Linked DNA regions of Zea mays: region 2 is linked to region 1. The links are chromatin contacts, called in public Hi-C maps. All regions are on one chromosome and are shown on one strand. The core of a region is the stretch at or near the end of the contact, and the rest is flanking DNA. Distances in the headings are between cores, read along the strand shown.

Region 1 (4,177 bases), core at 973-3,472:
CAGCCCCGCCGCGACGCACTCCAGCACGGAGTTCCAGCCGCAGTGCGTCACGAAGGCGCCCGTGGCCGGGTGCGACAGGATTGCCTTCTGCGGCGCCCAGCCCGTGACCACGAGCCCCCTGTCCCCAACGCGGCGCTCGAAGCCGTCGTCGGACAGCCACCGCTCGAACTCGGCGAGGCTGGCGGGCTTCACAACCCAGATGAACGGGCGGTTGCTCGCCTCCAGCCCGTGGGCGATCTCCACGAGCTGCGGCTGCGACGAGCGGGCCAGGCTGCCGAAGCTCACGAGCACCGCGGACCGGGGCTTCTTCTGCTCGAGCCAGCTCCCGCAGCGGACAGCGGTCGCGTCATCAGAGCCAGACGTCGCAGACAACGGCATGTTGCGCTGGAGGAAGAGAGGCCCCACGGCCCATATCTTCTTGCCGAGCGCCGCCTCATAGGCATCAACGAAGAGGGGCTCGAGCTCTGCGAAGCTATTGACAACCAGGCCATCGGCTCTCGCGTTTTCAGCCATGACCTCGTCGGCGAACACCTTGCCGAAACCCGAGAAGTTTTCCGGCGACCGCGCCCTCGACATCTCGACGTGTATGGGGAAGCCAGGGACGCGCACGGGGCGCTTGTGGTCACTGATTCCCTCGAAGACGCTGTGGATGCTCATCTGGCGCATGCAGAACGAGGAGAAAGCGCAGAAGGTCTCCAACCCGAGCCGCGGCACGCCGAGCTCCCGCGCCACCGCGCCAGTCCACGGGTGGCAGGTATCGGAAACGAGGCCGCTCGCCGGGGGGTGGGCCTCCCTAAGGTGCGCAACGAGCGGCGCGCGGAGCATGGCGCACGCGTCGTGGAAGTTCCTTAGGAAGTCGATGCCTGGGAGCGCGTCGGCACTCTCGCAGCCCTCGGGTAGACCGGCCTCGGTGCACGGGAAGCGGAGCGGGAGGAAGCGGATGGGGAGCTCGCCATCGCCGGGAGCGCGGCCGAGGCGGAGCAGGTTCAGCGGCGTGGTGACGAACGTGACCAGCGCGCCTCGGCTTGCCAGAGCGCGGGCCATGTCGAGCATCGGACCAGCGTGGCCCGCGGCCAGCATAGGCACCAGCACGAAGTGCGGCATCGCGAATCCGTGAGGACAACACCTAGACCGACCAAGACAGAGCGTGTGGCTGAACAGGGTCTTGCTTTGGAGCCGACGACATGGGGGTTGTGAGTTTGTGACGGCGAGGTTGGATGGACAATGTTGACGGCTGCTAATCGTCGTCGATTAGTCCCGCAGAGCTGTGGACAGTGATTGGGACTGAGGGCTTCAGACATACTCTCTCAGTTCTTTTTTATTTGTTGTGATTTAATATTAAAATAAATTAACAGAAATAAACTAACGGACGATAAATATTTAAGAACGATAAATATTTAAGAACGAAGATAGTAATCTAACGTAGAGGAGTGTGGATTGAACACAACCACTCTCGCTAGATGCTCCTTCGAGATGGAATTCAACTTACCTTTTGTCCATTAACGACATATATTATAGAGGTGCTTCTAGTAGGCTTATGAAACTGACAAAAAAATGTGTTGAGCACCATTTGAGACACTGGGTATGGTTGGATGGTCCGGCATTGAGGCTCGAAGGTCCGGCCTGCGGACAGCCCGATCATAGACGTGGACGGTTCGTGATAGTATTAGATCTGGCAATTAAACTCCTATCTTCTCACGTGTTTATCCCTTTAATCTCGCGGGAGTTATTGGAGAACACCTAGGAACGGGTCTAGATCATCTATATATTTGAAGGGATACATCCGATTGAATAACAAACAATCAAATCAATAATTAATTTATCTTTCGTTCTTTACATTTTTTTCCTAGGAGTAGACGGTAACGTAGCTTTCTCTCTCTAATCTTCACCCCTCTCTGACTCTACTTCGTATAGAGGCGTCTCGCATGGTCTGCCGATTCTAAGACAAATCCTAGGATCTCTCCTCCCCGACGGGGTCCCTCCCGGGAGCGAGACTCAGGTGTTGTTGGCAAACTTTATTGCCTCTACGCACGCGCGGGCCATCCGATTCGTCGGTAGAAACCCTAGCCGCTACGCCAGGTCGTGGACCGTTCGGCCCTCGGCCGCGAATCGTCCATGTTATCACAGAGAGCATCATAGTGATTGGCGCCCAGATCGGCACCAATACACTTTTTAGTGACTCCGCTGGGGACAAGATGTAAAGATCTATCAGATCAGCCCCGATGGCCAGTTCAAAGGATAGTTCCAACGTCTCTCCCAGCAACATTATCGAGCCGACTATGGAGACTCTATCGGCTGAGGATCAGCGAGAGTTCGAGGAGCACAAGGAGTAGCTGATCAAGGAGGCCTAGGCGAAGTTCCTGGCCAACTTTAAGGTGGACCGAAATAAAAAAGTTGTCCAACAATGGGCGATTGATCTGGCTTCGATCCGACCTACTACAACTACCCCCAAAGTAAGTGAAACAAACGAAATCCAATCCCTTAGATCTTACGTAGATGAGCAGCGAGAACAAATGCAATGAATACTAAGGGGTATGCAAGAGGATTATAAGAGGCTAGCACGTGCATTTGATAAATCTGATGTTGCCAATTTTCTATCGCACGAGGGTAAGACTAGGGAAAATACACGCGATCCATCGGCTACAAATTGGTATGACCAGTCCCAACCACTTTATGGGGTGCCGATAGACACATATCCTAGACAACCACAACCTTCTGCGCAGATCGGGGTAAATCCACCGATTTGCGCATGGCCGGACCGTCCGCGCCTGAGTGTGGACTGTACAGACCAGCGGCGACCGACCCCATTTTCTGAACCGAGTTACCGAATTCTGCGCCAGGGCCACCACATTTTGTGCAAACCCTAACAGACCCTTTCGGACTGTCCGCGGATATGGCCGGACAATCCAAATATACGCCCGGATAGTCCGCGCACACAGCCGAACGACCCATGTACCAGATCGGACAGTCCGGCATGGAGTATACAGAACGTAATATTAATTATCCCTCATCTTTATACCTGTCTCAGCCAAACCTCACGTTACACCCCACAACACCACAGTACCATAATACTACATGCCTGACATGTGGTGGTGAGTACTTTTGCCCCCTAGAAGGCCAGAAAGAGATGACTAGTCATATGAGCCACCAGGGGCCAGCATTAATGCTCCACATAACCCAAACCTGTGGGCAGGAAGACGACATAATACCCAAACACCCAAACATATGCCAAAACAAAGGGTCAGTGGACTACCATCGGTCGCTATTGACATAGTAAGGGAAGAGATAGCTGGAGCATTTCGAGATAAGCTCCGAATTAGCATAATCCCGGGAGAGCAGTTATATCGAAAACCCTATGACAGCTAATTTGATTACCACCCGTACCCCAGGGAACAAGGATACCCGATGTAACATTCTAAAATTGTATCTTGGTAAATTAAGAAAATTCCCTAAAGATTTAGAATTTCAAGTGTATTATAACAATGTTATGAATTGAGACTATCTTCCCTGAAATTTAATAAAGAGTAAATATACAAATTTGGCTACATAATTAAACTATATTTTAAATAAAGGGTGGTGAATTGTTTTACCTAAACTATTCCTTTTGGGTTATATGGGTAGTGTTTGGTTCGGTGTCAACGAAGAATGGGACGGGATCAACCCTGAGTTGACCTCGTCCCTTATTTTTTGAGAGATGACCCCATCCACCATTTTTTAAGAATATTTCTTGACCCTGACTCTGAATCTTCAAACCAAACGCAGGTCAAATTAAAATGATCTCATCCTATCCCTCTTCATTCATCCTCGTCCCTCCATCCAAACACATAATTAATTCCTTTCTTATTGAATTTTATACATGCAAATAATTATTTGAGCAAAGTAAATAAGAAATAAGTAAATATAAAATAATTTCATTCATGTTGTATGTTTGTTTCATTGTTGCATCTAAATTGGATTTGGAAATTCAAAACCTAGACTTGAATTAAATCTGAAAGTGGAAAACTAAAACAGAAAAGAAAAAAAGACACCACCTGGGTCTCGTTCCATAGCACAAGCCGAGCGCACCAGAATACCAGATCACATCGCGGAGCTGCCGACGGATCCGTCCTCCTGCGTCCTCAGCCAAGGCTCGCAGGTGTGCCTCCTCCGTGTGGGGCCCGTAGGTCATCCCTAGCTA
Region 2 (4,810 bases), core at 570-3,069, 700 kb after region 1:
AAGGCATAAGATTGGTCTCTTCACGAAGAGTTTGTCTTTACACAATTTATGGTCTAAAGGTTTATAGTTAGGGCATGTATAATATAGAGCCTTTAAAACAGTTTTCTAGGTACAAGAGATATCTAAGAGATTATATGATACAACCCTAGGCCCTTAGAGTATTAATGCAGTTAAGAGACAATATATGCAGAAAGTCGTGAAGAGACAGACTTTTCGTAAAGAGCTCGTCTCTTGATTTTTTTTATACTTAACCCCCTAAAAACTCTATAAGAGACCCTCGTGTAATAATGTTGTACATGCCGCGCAGTCTATTAATCGTCTCTTTACGCTTGGAAAACCAATCGATGAGAGATTCTACGTGTCCTAAAGACATTTCTAACGCAGCGCCGGGATCTGATCACAGTCAAAGGTTCTGCTTCTGGAACATGGGCGACGCGGCTCCACGAGGCGTGCAACAACAAACAAAAGGCCTTCTCTCGGCTGCACCGCACTCCCCGGCTGGGGTAGCCGGTCCACAGTCGCCGGGCGCGGGGCGCTGACGAGTGACGAGACGTGCGGCGACAACGCGTCGGAGCTCCGGTCGTCGTCGATCTTCTGGAAGGCCAATCGAAGCCTCCCCCGTGGTCTTGCTCTGGTACTCGAGGAATGGGTCAGAGGAAAATTCTCAGCACAGTGATGACTCGTCAAAGGACCGTGACTGCAACTCGTCAATCACCATGCACGTACCGTACCGTACCGTTCCTGTCTCTGGTAGAGTTCCGTTTCACATTGACAGTTGCGTTATCCGCGAATTTTTAGACTCCTGCTAATCCTCCAAACAGATGTCTCACGACTTTTTAAACCAGTGCACAGCACTAGACGGAACGGAATGAACTGGCAGCTGATCCGCCGAGAAAACGGACAAACCGCCGGCTGTTCCCGCAAGAAAACCCCGTCACTCCAGCCACGTTCTCTCCGCCCCACAGGCCACAGCTCAAACTCACACGCCCTCGGCCAGCCGATGCCAACTCGATACGCACCCACATGGCCGTCAGAGTCGAACGGATATTACTTATTCCATATTTATTTTTATATTTTTTTCTTCAAAATCGAATCGAATACATATATTATTAAATGTTAATAGATATCAACATTTTAAATATTATTAAATTTTAATAGGTATTGACATTTTAAATATTAAACTTTAAGATACATACCAGATAGTCAGATCAGGGGCGGAGCCCGCCTTTATTTTGGGGTCAGCTGACTCCGGTAATTTTTTGAATATCTAATAGAAAACAGTGTTAATAACAAAAGTTCTATAGTAAAAATTAAGTAGTTAATACTAATGACCCCGATAAAATATTTGCTAGCTTCGCTACTGAGTCAGATGTATACGGATCGGATCTCAGCTCCCTCTAGAGCTTGTTCCTTGACACGAAACCATATGGATTAGATAATATTGAGCCAATTTAAATTCATAATAAACCAAAATCTATCTCCATCTCAATGCCTAGAACAAAAATAATCGAACAACTACAAACGGTACCATTCACACTAGTACGGTAGTACCGCGTCCGCTCAGCGTAGCAGTGCCAGTACTACTACGTAACGGCTTCCCGCCTGCCTGCGCGTGCGCCGTGCGGGCAAGTAATAACAGGGGAGCGGCCTCCATCCGTCCGCCCGTTCGAACGCCCGCCACCACCATCCGGCCGTCCATCGGTCAACGCCAGCGTACGGCTGGCGTGCCGCCGCTCGTGCGCCGGGGCCGAAGCTGTCAGGTGGGCCCTCGCACCGTTCCTCTCTCCCTCTCCCTCCCCCTCCTCCTCTATTAAAACTCCGGCGGGGCGGGGCGGGGCGAATCCCTGACTTTCTTCTCCACGCCGTGCTCTGCTTCGAGTGAGGCCTGGTTCAGATTTTACAGGGGTTCGGTTCGATCTGGTGTCCGACGGAGGCGGCGGCGGCGGCTCCTCTGCTGTTCGATTGGTACGCATCGGGTTGCCTTTTCCTCTTCTGTTGATCGCGCGCGTGGCGTATCTGATCCGTCGTTGCTCGTTTCTCCTACCATCGAGGAACCCCCGTAGCCATTTGATCTTGAGCACGCGAGAAAGATTCTTCGTCTTGATTAGTTTCTTCCGCGCTGCCGATTGGGAACGGAAAGAAAACCTGTCTCGTCTAGTGTGGTGGCCATTTCTGTTCTGGATTGCTCTTCTTCCCCCCCCCCCCCCCCCCCCCCCCCCCCCCCCCCGCACGTAGGACAACTGATAATTCAGATTTCAAAAAAGAAATATGATGTCATTTTTTGTTTGGTCGATTTCGTGGCAGTTTCTTGACTCGGATGCTTAAGAAACTAGCGGAAACGCCTTCAGCTAGCCACATCTCTCCACTCAGATCCTTACACAATCGACAAGCGCAAGATTGTGAAACTTAATCTCGGCGTTGTTATTTTTATTCGCGTTTTACTGACCGACCGACCGAACTCAAACTGTGTGTTACAGAGGGAGAGGGGCCATGGAAAACCCGGCGCCGCCGACCAACCCGGCCTCCGCCACGCCGTCGCCGTCGCGGCAGCTGCCGGACTTCCAGCAGTCGGTTCGTCTCAAGTACGTGAAGCTGGGGTACCATTACCTCATCACCCACGGCATGTACCTGCTGCTCACCCCGCTGATGGTGCTCGTGGCCGTGTACCTCTCCACGCTCTCCCCGCGCGACGTCGCCGACCTGTGGGCGCACCTCCGCCTCAACCTCATCTCCGTGCTCGCCTGCTCCACGCTCCTCGTCTTCCTCGGCACGGCCTACTTCCTCACCCGCCCGCGGCCCGTGTACCTGGTCGACTTCGCCTGCTACAAGCCCGGGCCGGAGCGCCGGTGCACGCGCGACACCTTCATGCGCTGCTCCAGGCTCACCGGCTGCTTCACCGACGCCAGCCTCGAGTTCCAGCGCAAGATCCTGGAGCGCTCGGGGCTGGGCGAGGACACGTACCTTCCCCCCGCCGTCACGCGGGTGCCGCCCAACCCGTCCATGGACGAGGCGCGCGCGGAGGCGCGGGAGGTCATGTTCGGCGCCGTTGACGAGCTGCTCGCCAAGACGGGGGTCAAGCCCAAAGACATCGGGATCCTCGTGGTGAACTGCAGCCTGTTCAACCCGACGCCGTCGCTGTCGGCCATGGTGGTCAACCACTACAAGCTGCGCGGGAACGTGGTGAGCTACAACCTCGGCGGGATGGGGTGCAGCGCCGGGCTGCTGTCCGTGGACCTCGCCAAGGACCTGCTGCAGACGCACCCGGGGTCGTACGCGCTGGTCATCAGCACGGAGAACATCACGCTCAACTGGTACTCGGGGAACGACCGCTCCAAGCTGGTGTCCAACTGCCTGTTCCGGATGGGCGGCGCCGCGGTGCTGCTCTCGAATCGGCGGTCCGACCGGCGGCGGGCCAAGTACGAGCTGGTGCACACGGTGCGCACGCACAAGGGCGCGGACGACCGGTGCTTCGGCTGCGTGACGCAGGAGGAGGACGGCGAGGGCGTCGTGGGCGTGTCGCTGTCGAGGGACCTGATGGCGGTGGCGGGCGACGCGCTCAAGACGAACATAACAACGCTGGGCCCGCTGGTGCTGCCGCTGTCGGAGCAGCTGCTGTTCATGGCGACGCTGGTCGCCAAGAAGCTGCTCAAGATGAAGAAGGTGAAGCCGTACATCCCGGATTTCAAACTGGCGTTCGAGCACTTCTGCATCCACGCCGGCGGCCGTGCCGTGCTGGACGAGCTGGAGAGCAACCTGGCGCTCACGGATTGGCACATGGAGCCGTCGCGGATGACGCTGCACCGGTTCGGGAACACGTCCAGCAGCTCGCTCTGGTACGAGCTGGCCTACAGCGAGGCCAAGGGGAGGATCCGGCGCCGCCACCGGGTGTGGCAGATCGCGTTCGGGTCAGGGTTCAAGTGCAACAGCGCCGTGTGGAGGGCGCTCCGGTCGGTGAACCCGGCGGAGGAGACGAACCCGTGGATGGACGAGATCGACAGGTTTCCCGTGGATGTTCCCAAGGTCTCTAAGGTTTCAAGCGACTGAAATGCATTGCTAGTTGCGTGAATGATGGAGCTTGCAATTGTTTGGATAGAAGATCTGGTTGGAATTTTTCATAGTTCATTACTATATAGTTGTAGGAGATAGGAAAGGCGATCGACTTCTCTAATCTTGAATTATACATCTGTTAATGTTGTTTCTGTATGGCACTCGGTCCCTGGCCTATCTATATAGTTGACTGCTCGGTGTTCTGACAGTTCTACTATATCTGTTCATTCTCCAACTGTTGATCACTGTTCTTCCACAAATGAACCATCTGAACGATTTGTTGGCCCTTCGGCAATTAGGGAATATATGTGATTAAATCTCGGAGTGGATTCTTGCCTTTTCTTTTTCATAGCAGTACCTGTTCTTTTTTCCCCCTTTTGGTCTGCTGGTGTTCTCTAATGCTCAGCAGCTCATCGTGTTCGTCTCTGAATATCCTAAAACTGCATGATTAGGCAAGGTGTTAGCCGGATTCAAGGTGTTAACCTGAAACTGAACTAGAAATTAATGTTGTGACAGCATTTTGGAAACTTCACTAAATAGTTTATATCCTTTTTTTCCACTTCGGATCCGTGTTGTCCCACTAATCTGATGAAGCTTACAATGTTGCTACACTAAGTTCACTGAATCTGATAGATTCATGATTCTGTATGTGCCTGCTGAATTAAGTTCATGCTATATAGTAGGTCATCCTGTTGCTACACTAAGTTAACTGAATCTGATATATTCATGATTCTGTTTGTGTCTTGAATGTCTTGCAAACGGG

Evidence for each region. Hi-C and Micro-C count contacts between places; a contact is called where the count stands out from the background.
Region 2: a Hi-C map of bundle sheath shows a contact between it and region 1, with 5 times the contacts expected there. The contact joins the promoter of LOC100285225 here to the promoter of LOC103628609 in region 1. A contact is called at or near these places in 3 of 25 Hi-C or Micro-C datasets (bundle sheath, leaf and tassel).

Annotation. Positions count from the first base shown.
Region 1 is chr5:161,031,896-161,036,072 of Zm-B73-REFERENCE-NAM-5.0, forward strand. It overlaps LOC103628609, which reads left to right and starts at 2,223. Exons shown (of 2, transcript XM_020538147.3): 1 at 2,223-2,329. The coding sequence starts at 2,223. It overlaps LOC103627130 (UDP-glycosyltransferase 73D1-like), which reads right to left and starts at 1,154. Exons shown (of 1, transcript NM_001319709.1): 1 at 1-1,154. The coding sequence starts at 1,104.
Region 2 is chr5:161,728,945-161,733,754 of Zm-B73-REFERENCE-NAM-5.0, forward strand. It overlaps LOC100285225 (fatty acid elongase), which reads left to right and starts at 1,820. Exons shown (of 2, transcript NM_001158119.2): 1 at 1,820-1,965; 2 at 2,478-4,307. The coding sequence starts at 2,491. The coding sequence ends at 4,044.